Regions from separate parts of the Mus musculus genome. Here all the other regions are linked to region 1. The links are chromatin contacts, called in public Hi-C maps. All regions are on one chromosome and are shown on one strand. The core of a region is the stretch at or near the end of the contact, and the rest is flanking DNA. Distances in the headings are between cores, read along the strand shown.

Region 1 (4,397 bases), core at 679-3,178:
ACTACTATGAATAATAATAATAATAATAATAATAATAATAATAATAATAATAACTGAAATTTGGTTTTCAACACCCACACTGAGTGGGTACACCATTAGTAAGTTCAGCTCCAACAATTCACACCCTCTCTAGATTCTTAAAGTACCTGCACACCTATGGCATACACTCATATACATACATACACATACATGCGTTTGCACTGAGATATGAACACACAATTAAAATAAGTACATATGTTTGTGGGGAAAAAACAGAGTAAGTATTTTGCCTCAGTATTGGCCAAGGCTAGGATACTGGTCATGATTTTAGGAATGCAATGGAGGTATTGGGGCTTACCTATCCTGCATAGAACCAGAGTACTGGTCATAGAAAATACCCATAGTTCCATTGTCCCCTAATTTCTTTCCCATGCCTTATGAGCATGGGATAAAACAATATGAAGGCAGAGACAGTAATGTGTCTTTGTTCTTTCCAAGAAAACTTGGTGTAAGCACACCCCCACACACACACACAAACACACACACACACACACACACACACACACACACACACACACACACACACACACACACACAAACCTTCCCAACTTATGTGAGATAATTCTTTTTAATATTGCCTCCCGCCAACATCTGGAAAGTTCTTTTTAAATTTGTCTCTTTTGCACTGATAAAGTACTCTCTTCTATGAGTGGAATTCAGCTATTGCCTCTTTCCACAAAAAGTAGAATAAACCCCCCACCAGTTGTTATTTCCTCCTGGGTTCCATCCTAATAGAATGCAGAGAGGTCTCTAAGCATGGTAAGCTGACTTCAATCCCCACTACATGGTGGAAGGAAAGAGCTGGCTTCTATAAGTTGTCCTCTGGCCTCCACATACGTCTAATGGCACATAAATGTTCACACACGTATCCATGTAAACATACATATGTTCATGCATAAATATCATTAAAAATAATATTCTAGATTATCCATAACACAGCATCAAGAACTACCTCATTCCAACACCCTCAAGTGTCTAAGACCCTATGGGAATGTACTACTGAAAGAACATTTGAATCTAAAGAAAACAGAAATACTGCATGCCAAAGACCACACACATGCTTCATGAATGAAGCACGTAATTGCTTGTAGACACCCAGTTGTAATTATGTTTATCAAAGCTATGATATGACATGTAGAAAGTGACTCACAGACAGAAACTTAGGCTGTGCCTTTCTCAAAAGTTGATCTTAAACACTATGTTGAGACCTGGCCTATCACCTTAGGAAGAAACACAGCCTTCCCACTCTAAGTATCAAAGTGTCCATATGCTGGCATTCCTGGGTGTCAGCTCTTCAAAGAAGATTCTGACAGAAAAATATCACTTTAACCAACCACTGCAACCCATCCTGTCCAGCAGATGGACACCTGCATAACACCTCACGTCACCCACACTTCTAGTACTGAATCTCAAGGTAAGACAGCAGTGTAAGAGCACATCAGATGAGCAAGCTCTGGGGCGATGGTAACAGCTGGCATGAGCCCTGGGCATGATCACGAGAAGTGGAGTCTCAGCCTTCTGCAAGGACTAATGGAAGCTGCACTACACAGATGGGGAAACAGAGGCTTGGATAAGAGACATGCCTATGATCCTACAGATAACATGAACCAGGAAGCCATGGGAAATAGAAGGTCACATCTATTCTAGGCTATAGCCCAAGTGTCCACCAGCTTGAGTATACCTGCCAAAGAAGCAGAATTTTCTCAAGGAGAGAAGTGTTGCAGAGTCAAAAAAATCATGCTGTTAACAGACAAGGAAGGTGTCTTTTAGAACTAAGCCTAGCAGAGCAATCTGGTGCATTCGCCAGATGAAGAAGGAAGTATATGCTACAGTGTCCCCAAATGCACCCATTACATCCATGCCAAAAAAAAAAAAAGGCAAGAAGAAAAGATGGTTGCTGGTGTGTCTCTGAGATGCCAGTGGGTGTCACTGCCTCCTCACAGAGCTCTGAGGGCACCTGCAGCAGGCTGCGCTGCCTCAGACACCCTACTTGCTCAGCACAGAGCCCTAAACCTGAAGTCTTCTGCACCAAGTGACCCTTTCTAAGACTTCTCATCCTGGTGTCTCAAAGATCAGATGACAGAGATGTTCTCTCAGACATCCCCCTCAGCAGTGTGTCTCTAGAAAGCTGAGATGGATCAGAGGTAGAGGAATGGCAGGGATCTGGACTATTGGTGACTGAGAGAAATGCCAATGCTTTTCCCAGTGACCACAATGAGTAGAAGACAAGCCAGGGTAGCAGAATATCCTTAAAGGAACTCCTCAAAATTGACAAAAAGACATGCTTGGATACAGAAGAGAGCCCTCCCTGGCTCCCACTCTCCCAAAGTAGGGAGTAAATTCTCCCAGTTCCATGCACAGATAGGTGATGGAAGACATCTGAGGTCGCAGGACTCTCCAGAGTTTGGAGAATTGCTGGGGTAGAGGGGGGAACCATGGGTAGAAGTTCTCTAAGGGACCAAAAGGGGTATGGGCATAGCATTGGCTAGGGAGATCTTCAAGGTCTGAGCTCTGGGCAAAGGGGCTTAACCAGACACCTAAAATGCTTGCCCGTCTGTCAGGCATGATTATAGGGCTTGCCTATTCTGCCATTAGATTGGAGTTCAAGGTCACCCATGGAAATTATTTACAGTGCAGAAGAAGGTCAGAGAATACAAAAGGCATAAATCAGACTGAATGAACATCCACAGAGGCTAAAGTGGGATGCCATGAATGACCACAGACAAGCTTAGGGAAGCTAGGTTTCAGTTTGTAGTCATGTGTGCAGGTTTGATCTCATGGAACACCAAAAGCCACTTTGTGTGTGTGAAGATGCCACAGCAAAATGCATTCTTTTCTTTTTGTAGGCTCACTTTTGAAAAATAGGCAAAGTAAAGAAAAGAAAACTTCCAACCACTGCCATTTTAAAAATAGCACATACCCATTAAAGAAGAGGTGTAAAATTCATAATTAGATCTTGGATGACTGGTAGAGCTCTACTGGCTTTTTCAGTGTCTCCTACAGTGCTGGAAGCAGATTAATTAATGCATCATGAAAGTAAGCAAGTATTCACATACATGATACATACCCATTTTATACACAAAAATAATCTAAACACCACATATATACAAAGTACATTTCTATGCAAATTATACAGTCCTCATACACACATGCAAACATACACATACACACAAGTAATATCTTCTGTACTCTTTTTTTATTTTTTAAGCAAGAACTGAGTTGCCTAGACTGGCCTTGAACTTAATCTGTAGCTCAGGCTAGGCCTTCAACTGCTGTCCTCCTGCTTCAGACACTGAAGGGGCTGCAGTCACAGGCATGGGCCACTATCACTGGCAGCACAAATGCATCGTGGAAGGTGACTGCCACATCATTTTAAGATGTCAGATGGACCTTGGAGCTAAAGCAATGACAGTGGTGAAAGATGTTTGAAGCTCTACCTGAGGACCTGAGTTCAGCGCCTGTGTCAGCTTGTGCATAGCTACTCGTAGCTCCAGCTGTAGAAGATCCAGTGCCCTTGCCTGGCCTGTTTGGGTACCACACACATATGCCCAGGCATGCATACAGACATATCTACACACATAAACATATTAAATGGGCATTTAAATATAAGATAGAACTTCCCACATTAACAAGTATCCCAGGAAGCTTTCCAAGTATGAAGGGCACACTCTGTGTTGTTTCCTTCATATTTAATAGAGCTTTTTGTTCTTGTACATAGAATGACTGCTGGAAACAGTATGCAAGGCTGCCACTGAGCTGCCCATCTATGCAAATCCTAATGATGTGGAGTGGTCATGGTGATTGTGGTAGAATGAATAGAACACTGTGGACAGTGAGAAGTGAGAAGAGACAAGCTGCCATCAGTGTGGCCACCTACCATGCTCCATACACAATTTTTGTCATAAAGTCATTACAGGAAGAATAATTGTATGCCCTCAGTGGTTCTAGTGCTCTGGCAATCCATCTGGCCCTCTTCTTTTTGTGTAACAACTATTTTCTGACCATTCACTTTTCCCTATTCAGTTGATATAAGGAAGTTTACCAGTAAGAGACTCAGGGGAACTCTCCATATTGAGTAGGTTAAGGATGAGGGTTCCCAGAGAAGAATAACTACCCAAGCTTTGTCATATCCCCTTTCCAAATCCCTGTGTTCTAGTAAGATTTCTATTGCTAGAAACACAATCTCCAATCAAAAGCAAGTAGGGGATGGAAGGGCCTACTTGCCTCACACTTCCAGGATGCAGTACACTGGGGAAGTCCAGGTAGGGACCATGGAGGAACAGTCTGTGGGCTCATACCCTGGCCTATTCTTAGCTAAATCCCTTATACATCCCAGGACTACCTTACCAGAAAATGAA
Region 2 (4,397 bases), core at 1,818-4,317, 950 kb after region 1:
CCACTTAGCAGAAGCAAAAACCACTTTGCCAAAGTACCCTCCACTGGACAAGACATATCATCCCATCTCCGCTGCTCACATCCATCTTCCCTGCAATTGTTTAAGTGGTTTGGGGTCCTTTGAAATCGGAGATTTATTCCTCCTTCCCTCACGTTTTATTAGGGGAGGTTTATCATCAATATGAAACTTTAATACCTCCAAAGCCGCGGATTAATAGCCTCATAAACCTTAATACCTGTGCTTTATGCTCTTCATGGTGTGCTTGGCACAGGTGGAGGGGGGGGATGAGTCCGTTCCGTTTTCCTCTGTCCCCCACCCTACAGGTCTGGCACTCTGGGGGACACAGATTCACCTTGATAAGGCATCACAAGGTGGATGGGAGGTTGAAGGCTGGAATTAGAGCCTGGGGTTTCAGGTCCTGCTTGCTGTCTTGGTGTTTTAGTTGTGCAGTTCCAGGCTGGCTGCTTTACCTCCCTGGTCCTCAGCTACTTCTGGAGATAAAGGCTAGAGAGACGGCTCGGTGGTTAGAGTATTCACTGTGAAAACATGAGACTGTAGCTTATAGAGAACCCATGTAAGTCCATGTTAGCACTGACTCTAATTCTAGCTTCAGAATGCAGAGAGAGGAGATCCGCAAAGCAAGCTGGCCAGAGAGACTAGCCACATCTGGCTAGAACCTGCTCCAGTGAACAAAGTAGAAAGAGAGGTTGCGGATGATCCCCAAAATTAACCTCAGGCCACCCATGCACTCAAAACCACATACATGCTAACACACATACACATCAATGCACAACACACACAAACGGAAAAAATAAAGTCAATGGGAGTAAAATTGGAACTTTGTTAGCAAAGCCAGTGTGTGTGTGTGTGTGTGTGTGTGTGTGTGTGTGTGTGTGTGTGTGTAAGACAGGATGGGGGCAGGAAGAAAGGAAGGAAAGAGATAATTGATGCTGCTTATAGTGTTTGGCCTTGTTCCTGATGATGCCTGGTGCTGAATAAGCAATATATATTGTCATGGCCTCCCTTGATCCAATGAGGAAAGATTAACAAAACATAAAACTCAAAGAGAAGCCGTTTCCGTGGAAGAAGGGATCAGTCCCCCAGAATCTCCTCTGGAGTACACACAGTCAAGAGTCAGGGAGGCCTTGGTTCCTCTCAGCCTTCTATGCAGCTCCAACCCACGTTTCCAATGCTTAGACACCCACTGTTGTTCTACACAGGCCGTTATATAAAATGTAGCCATTGCTGCTCCCTGTGGTAAACACTATGAATTCTTCCCAAGAGTCCTGGGGAGGCAAAGGCTCAGGCTGAGTCCTTTGGAACTCGCTAGTTCCTTGGAAGGACATGAGAGCCAGCCAGGCACACAGTGTCTCCACAGCTCCATGCCCTATGCTTTAATTTGTTCTCCCTCCCAAGGGGTTTTTCTTCTGGTAACAAGTTAAGTAACTCAGCTAAGGGAAGCTAACAATCACACAGACTAGTTCACTTGACACATGGCGACTCAGATCCAGAGAAGAGTAACTAGTGTCCACATCAATAGTTCTTAACTAGGGAGTCTGAAGTGGGATCTAAAGGCATCACGGTTGCCATGGCTGAGGGATGCTATAATCTCTAACATATAGTGGCTCAGGATGCTGTGTGACATCTCTGATCACAAAAACCTCCTGGCCCAGGGTCTACAGTGCTGAGATTCAATGGAGCACCTGCCACATGCAAACCCCAGTGTCTCATTGGCCACCTATAAGAATGATATGGCTGGGCTGGCAAGATGGCTCAGCGGGTAAGAGCACTGACTGCTCTTCCAAAGGTCCTGAGTTCAAATCCCAGCAACCACATGGTGGTTCACAACCATCTGTAATGAGATCTGGTGCCCTCTTCTGGAGTGCCTGAAGACAGCAACAGTGTACTTACATATAATAAATAAATAAGTCTTTAAAAAAAAAAAAAAAAAAAGAATGACATGGCTACCTACCTGAAGGTCAGATTGCCAGCCCCATCCTCTGCCTCTTCCAATGTGCCCCCATCCTCACCCTAGCCTCTGGACTCATCTATGCAGCCCATTTTGGCCAATGGCACAAGGTGAGAGTGACAGGGGACAGACCAGAGGTCTAGTGGTGGCACCAACTGCATGCTAACTATAAATTGGGCCTTAACTAGCTTCTGTATTGCCTCCTACCACCCTGCTGAGGCTTTAAGAATGAGATCCCCACCTCTGAGACACAGGGAAGTCAGGTAGCCAGTCCTCATCACACAGTTAAGTCAGGTAACCAGTCCTCATCACACAGTTAAGTCAGGTAACCAGTCCTCATCACACAGTTAAGTCAGGTAACCAGTCCTCATCACACAGTTAAGTCAGGTAGCCAGTCCTCATCACACAGTTAAGTCAGGTAACCAGTCCTCATCACACAGTTAAGTCAGGTAACCAGTCCTCATCACACAGTTAAGTCAAGTAACCAGTCCTCATCACACAGTTAAGTCAGGTAGCCAGTCCTCATCACACAGTTAAGTCAGGTAACCAGTCCTCATCACACAGTTAAGTCAGGTAACCAGTCCTCATCACACAGTTAAGTCAGGTAGCCAGTCCTCATCACACAGTTAAGTTAGGTAGCCAGTCCTCATCACACAGTTAAGCAGGTTCAGCTGCACCTGTCCAGGGCCAGGTCTGTGCTGCGTGTATTTGTTCGTCTGCCATGGACAATTTTAACACACAGGTACCTTAGACCCATTCTTCTGAGGAAACAACATGACATCCAAAGGCTTTTGAACATCAACATTTTGACCTCATTTCAGCACTGTGCTCTGATACCATGTGTTCAGACCAAAGATTCCACTTTTGATTTAGATTCTGCTTCAAGTTTTGCTCCAGAAGCTGTGAGCATCACCAGAAGCCTCTTGCCCTGGCCTCCATATCCATTCCTAGGCACTGGATACTTTGTCGCCTAAGGTGCCTGTTAGGTCTGCCACTCCTCTTTGTGTATGTGTCTTCATCTGCCCTTTAGCAGACTAAAGACTGATCACCAATCACCATCCAAAACTTCAATCAGTCTGAGCCTGGAAGGCCTGCGAGAGAGGAAGGTGACTCATCCTGCTTCACACCATGTTTCCAGAGCCTTGGAAACAGCTTGTGCACAATGGGGCTGAGCAAAAATGTGATCAGAGAGAAAGCAGGCCCACTCAAACAAGGTCCTCAAGTCAAGTGCATCAAGGGCTAGAGATTAGTAGGCAAGATGCTGAGTTTCTGCAGCCAGAGATGTTGTAAAACCCAGGCTGCTGGTTGCCATAGGAACTGCTTTCAGGTCTACTTGTCTGCAAGGAGCATAATCTTACCAGATATGAGATGGATAGCCAACCCTGGACTATATCCTGATTACAGATGACACATTCTAAGGTGGTCTGAGATCGGCTCATCATGTGATCACACTATGTGATCAGTCCTTTCCCTTCAGAATGGCCAGGACCTGAACTTTGCTCTTGGTCAACACAATGTGGCTAACATTGCAGTATATGAAGATGGTAGTGTCATTTGGCAGGAGCCTCTGAGGTTCTCATTCTTCTTAGTCTTGATGAGGTAAACATCGTACCAAGAAGAGGCAAGAATCATAGATAACGCGTGAAGAGCACTCAGCTCAGAACCTAGACTTCTGATCTATTAGTCACAAGGCAAACCTTTCCAGCGAGGCCTCTAGGAAGATGATATGGGTCATGCTTACTTCAACTAAACTAGATTTGGAATTGTCTAGAAGGCACACCTGTTGGGGAGGCTTGTCTGACCAAGTGGAACCTATGAAGGACATTTCACATTCAAATCATGGCAGGAAACACATGAGGTTGTTCATAGCCAAGGAAAGAGTGGAGTTTAAACATGGGCAGCCAAACTCCCAGGGCAAGGTGACCAGTAAGATAACAGATGTGGGATGAAACAGGATCTGAGATCCAGCAGGAACACAAAGGAGTTCTGAGGGCAGAAGTCCATGGAATATTTGAGACAGACACCAAATTTTGGCAGGTGGGAAGAAAGTATTCACAGAAGGCATGAAAACAGAACTCATGGGAGAGTTTTAGTTTCTTCCCAAGGATCAAGGCTTCTGAAATACCCCGGGGCTCCAGAAATCAGAGGAGATGGGGTAGAACCCTCAACACGTTGACAATGTTCTTGGGATCCAAAGACTGGGGCAGTGTGTTGTGTCCCCTCTGGCTGACTGGTTTCCATCCTTACAGCCTACCCTCCCCTTGAAGCCCCATCTGGGGTGATTAATGGGTTTAATTTATCATTAACTTCTATGGATCTGAGCTGGACTGAGGTGTCCTAAGAGTTAATGTGTGAACAATTGGTGGAGGAGCAGAGGTCTCTCCCTGCTTGTTTATATTCATTGTGCACTAAGGACAGTCCTAATTTG
Region 3 (4,397 bases), core at 965-3,464, 620 kb after region 1:
TCAGTATCCCTGCCTGACCTTGCTATCAGGGTATCACAACTGGGGAAGGCCAAAGATGTCACTGTGCATATGTTACAGAGTGACATCAGCAAGGGAGCTAAGAAGGTAGAAGTTGAGTGTCCACATGTAGCGGTTAAGTCTGCCTAAGAGGAGACAAGGCAGCCACTTCAAGCTTGAAGCTGGTGGTGATACAGGGCAAGAAGGGAGAGAGTAAGGTCTTTTCTCTCCTCACCATGATGACCACAGCCAACACTCCTATCACCAGACAAGTTAATAGATTCATCTGACTCTAGAGCCTTCATAATGAAGGCTCAAAGAGGAAATGTCTGTTCTATGTTTAGTCATTTCCAGAGAAATGTGAGTGAGTAGAGCATGGGGTAGTGAGAGAGATCTGAAGCAGAAACCAGTGAGCCTCTCAGACAGGGCTTTCATGGCCTCTTGATGCAAGTGTTGCTTCTTCTAGGCTACAAAGTAGAACACCTCTATAGTGTGGGTCTTGTCTCTATATAGATAAAGAGAGGCCCTATAGTTTGTTCATGACCAGGACCAAGACAGGAACATGGTTCTGGAAAGATAAGTAACTGTGGCTTTTTTTTAATTTGTTTTATATTATTTTATTTTGAAGTTATGTGTGTATGTGCATTTGTGTGAGGGTGTGTGCTCCTCAGGGCAAGTGCCCTCTAAAGCCAGAAGAGGTTGTCAGATCCCCTGTAATTTCGGTTACAGGTGTTTGTGAGCTACCCAGGGTGGTGCTAGGAGCTGAGTTCAGGTCCTATGCAAGAGCCGTGTATGCTCCTCACTGTGAAGCCATCCCTCTAGCCCTTAGGACAACGTTAAAAGCATAGTTTGGTAGTAATGTTTGCATAACATAAAATTCAGAATTTTCAACTGTGAAGCCCCAGGGCCCCCAGTGCATTCACAAGGTTGCCCAGCTACCACTTCTGTGTGCTTGCCAAGTAGGCACCTCACCTCAAAGGAAACCCACACCCATTAACAGTGGCTCCACCCACACTTCCTCTAGCTCCTGCCAACCACTTGTCTGCTTTCTGCCTTTGCCCTTTTCTGTTCTAGACATTTTATACAAATGGAATCCTACAGTATGTGACCTTCGGATCTGGCTTTTCTACTGGCAACCTGTTTTCAAGGTTCATCCCCATTATTGCTCCTGGAACGAAACTCCTTTCCTTTGTAAGGTGGAATAAAGCCTAGCTGTAGGACAGAGCCTGTTTTTGTTTAGCCATTCACACACTGATGGGCATTTAGGCTGCTTCCACATGTTGGTGTTTGTGAATGGCACTGCAATAGACCTTTGTATTGGAGTAGTGGGAAGCATGGGGGGGTGCAGGGGGGTGGATCTCAGCTCAATGGCACAGGGGCCTGAGGACCATGACCATGAGAGGTGACTTAGCTTTAGTGGAACCAGCTGATGAAGATCAGAAATTAAGATGGCCCTGCACTGTAACTGAGCAATCCAGTCAGTGGAGGAGAAAAGCAGGCCCCTTACACTGGCTTAGGGGGTTCCATCAGGTTTCTGCTTAGAAGGGGTTCCTCTCTGCGAAGATCTGTTCGGCTGAGCAGACAGCTACTCTGGCATTCCTGCAGTTCACAGCATCAGAGTAGCTCCAGGGATGTTACCTCTGTGATAAAGATGGGCATAAAGAAAGATAAAAACAGAATTACAGGATCCGAGTGGTTCCTGGGATGGCTGGAAAGGTCTCCAGGCATCATTTAAGAGAGACAGCAGAAGACATGGTAGCTAAGCATGGCTTGACATCTCCATCTGTCACCTGCCCTGGGCGTGCCCTTGCTGAGATGCTCTGACCCCTGAATACCACACCCCTGCTTGTGCTGAGACTGGCTCTTCTTACTCACCAGTCCTAGGCTTCCTCCCCACCCACTGAGGACCTGGCCAAGTCCTCACACCACAGTCTTAGCCACACAAAGCCACCCTCCGCCTCCTCTTTAAGTCCATTTAGAATTGATTAAATTTCTTATTTAAATTGTAAATTTCCCTCCCTTGGAAGGCTTGCCTAAACTTCCCCATTACTGCTCTATTAGCAGCCGCCCTCCCCTCTCGTTACAGATTTCCTGGTATCCAAGCTATCACTTGGTGGTTAGTGAAAATACAGGCTGCTCCAGTGGGTGATCCTAGAGGGCCATGTGGGAGCTGGCAGGGAGTCCTTTGAATAGAGGTGGAAGGGACTGAGGCACTGGCTGAGCTGTCCCTGTCCCTGCTTAGGCTGCCAGAACTGAAGAGGTGGAAAGAGCCAGCCTCCGGTCCAAATGCTGTTGTCTGCCAAGGCCAGCAGTTACAATCTTTCACAGACTTGAGCATTTTACAATTCCTCCTGTGACCGGGCGTTCATGTAGACTAGAGAAAGGCAAACCATTCGTCCCTGAATTCCAAATCTACTTTAAGTAATTAAACCCATTTATTTCCATCTGAATACACGATGGGGTTGGAGGAGTTTATGGACATCTGGTGAGGAGCCTGTCTAGATAAACAAACACTGAAGGGTGGAGGGGTTGGGTGGGGTTTCTCAATGCAATGCCCTAAGCCAGCAATAGATTTCTGCCAGAATGGTCTGGAAGTTCCACACCGTAGGGACCTCTCTCCTGAGCCCTGTGTCCATCAAGAGAGCGGAAGCTGAGAGGCAGATCCAGAGACTGTAGAGCAAGGGAACGAGAGAAGGATCACTAATGAGAATGGTGCTTTCAGGGGGCTGTAAAAATATTTCAAAACTGAATCAAAGCGACAGTTGCACGCTGAGATTGCCCTACATAACACGGAATCACATACTTTAAAACTGTGAGTTGGGGTGGGGGCTTTAGCTCTACTGTCCTTGCCTAGTACGCACAAAGCCCTGAGTTCCATTGCCCACACAGCATAAACACAGCATATGGAAGCATGTCCAAAATTCCAGGACCTAGGAGGTAGAGGCAGAAGGAGACAGAGTTAAAGGTCATTTTTATCAAGACATGAGTTCAAGGTCAGCCTTGGATATAGGAGACCGTAAGTAAATCAATTATTTAGTTAAATGACTACTTAAATGGTGAATTTCATATCATTTTGAATTTCTCTTCAATTAACAACAACAAAAAGGCTATTGTCTTCACCTTTAGCTATTGATGAAATCCCCATATAACTTTTTGCCTATGCAATTTATTGCTCAACCTGGGAAACCATAGCATGGTTTCTCTAATTAAGTGAGAGGAATGTTACAGAGGTGTGGGGTTAGCCCAGCCTTCAGTAAAATGCCAACCATCTAGAATAGAAAAGAAATGCTTTGGCCTCCCTTAGGCACCCATGTGACACCAGGTACTGCTCAAAATCACCTTCATGCTGAGACTTTGAAGAATAGGGTAGCCTGTGCCTGGAGGCCTCACACGGTGGCACACAGTGGCCTCTGACCCAGGTTCCTGTGGCTCTTCTGATGACTGTGTATCCTGCTTCGATGGCTCTCCTTCTTTCAGCACAGGAAAAGTCTCTTCCCAGGAACTGCAGCCACAACACCCCTTTTCTGAGATGCTTGAAGGATGCCTGGGCCTCGAGTCACTGAATGTAGGACCAGCTATGGTTTAAAACTAATACGAATAATACTAATACTAATAATTCAGGCTCATGTTGTGACTGTGTGGTGTTGTGCTGGGATCCTTTGTTTGGAGAGGCCATGGAACCTTTTGAAGGTAGGGCTTTGCTGGAGGCTATAAGACACTGGTTCCTGTTTGGTTTATGCTTCCTGCCTGATGACCACACTGTGCCTCTACCAGATCCTCCCTCTACAACTGGCTGAGCTGATCCACCATAGCTTGCAGGGAACCTTCTACAACACTAAGGCAAACTAACCTTCATCTCTGAGTCCTCTCTTCCAGGTACTATGGTCACAGATACACAAAGGTAACTGATACAGACCCACCACCCTTGACCATGATCAATGAAGAGCTCAGAGGACTGTGACTGGGTTTTGAGGTTCTAACTTTGCATATCTCTGGAAGATTTCAATGCATGAATAAATTAATCCTGGTGGGCTGATCCATTAATTTGACCCATTTTGACTAACTGCCTCTTCTTCTCTCCCAGGCACTGGTGATAATGAGTTATGTAGAAAGGTTTCTGGCACTGAACTGCACACTTTAAAACAGAGACTTGGTGACAAGATCCAGGCAGGCATCCCTAAAAGATGCCTGAACTCAAAATCTGATGAAAAGCTAAGGAGAATAGTCTCAGAGTAGGAAGAGTGTGTCGAGGATGGAGCAGACTGTTTTAGGAGTCCAGGGAGAGAAAGATGACTCCACCTGGAAACTGAAGGGAAGGCAGTGGCTGGATGAGAAAAGGAGAAGGGAGAGGAAAGGAGGGACAGGAGGAGATGGGAGAACTAGAGATCTGGGTGACACTA

The links. A called contact is a pair of places that touch in the nucleus more often than the background predicts.
Region 2: a contact with region 1 is called in a Hi-C map of cortical neurons. The contact joins two enhancer-like sites. A contact is called at or near these places in 9 of 484 Hi-C or Micro-C datasets (the N1E-115 cell line, cardiomyocytes, cerebellar granule neurons and 4 more) and 7 of 115 datasets of contacts at active chromatin or transcription factors (astrocytes, embryonic basal ganglia, embryonic brain and 4 more).
Region 3: a contact with region 1 is called in a Hi-C map of cerebellum, with 1.8 times the contacts expected there. The contact joins two enhancer-like sites. A contact is called at or near these places in 1 of 484 Hi-C or Micro-C datasets (cerebellum) and 1 of 9 other capture datasets (embryonic stem cells).

What each region holds. Positions count from the first base shown.
Region 1 is chr16:6,428,757-6,433,153 of GRCm38.p6, reverse strand. It overlaps a transcript of Rbfox1 not described here. Among named protein-coding and RNA genes, the nearest start is that of Gm36824, 320 kb to the right of the region's middle. Within about 2 kb of position 1,928, at least 7 of the 459 cell types and tissues checked have an H3K27ac peak or open chromatin away from gene starts, as enhancers often do. A contact at or near this core is called in cerebellum and cortical neurons, where this site is marked.
Region 2 is chr16:5,479,116-5,483,512 of GRCm38.p6, reverse strand. No RefSeq gene overlaps it. Among named protein-coding and RNA genes, the nearest start is that of Gm41416, 2.6 kb to the left of the region's middle. Within about 2 kb of position 3,067, at least 15 of the 459 cell types and tissues checked have an H3K27ac peak or open chromatin away from gene starts, as enhancers often do. A contact at or near this core is called in cortical neurons, where this site is marked.
Region 3 is chr16:5,809,303-5,813,699 of GRCm38.p6, reverse strand. No RefSeq gene overlaps it. Among named protein-coding and RNA genes, the nearest start is that of Gm52234, 130 kb to the left of the region's middle. Within about 2 kb of position 2,214, at least 17 of the 459 cell types and tissues checked have an H3K27ac peak or open chromatin away from gene starts, as enhancers often do. A contact at or near this core is called in cerebellum, where this site is marked.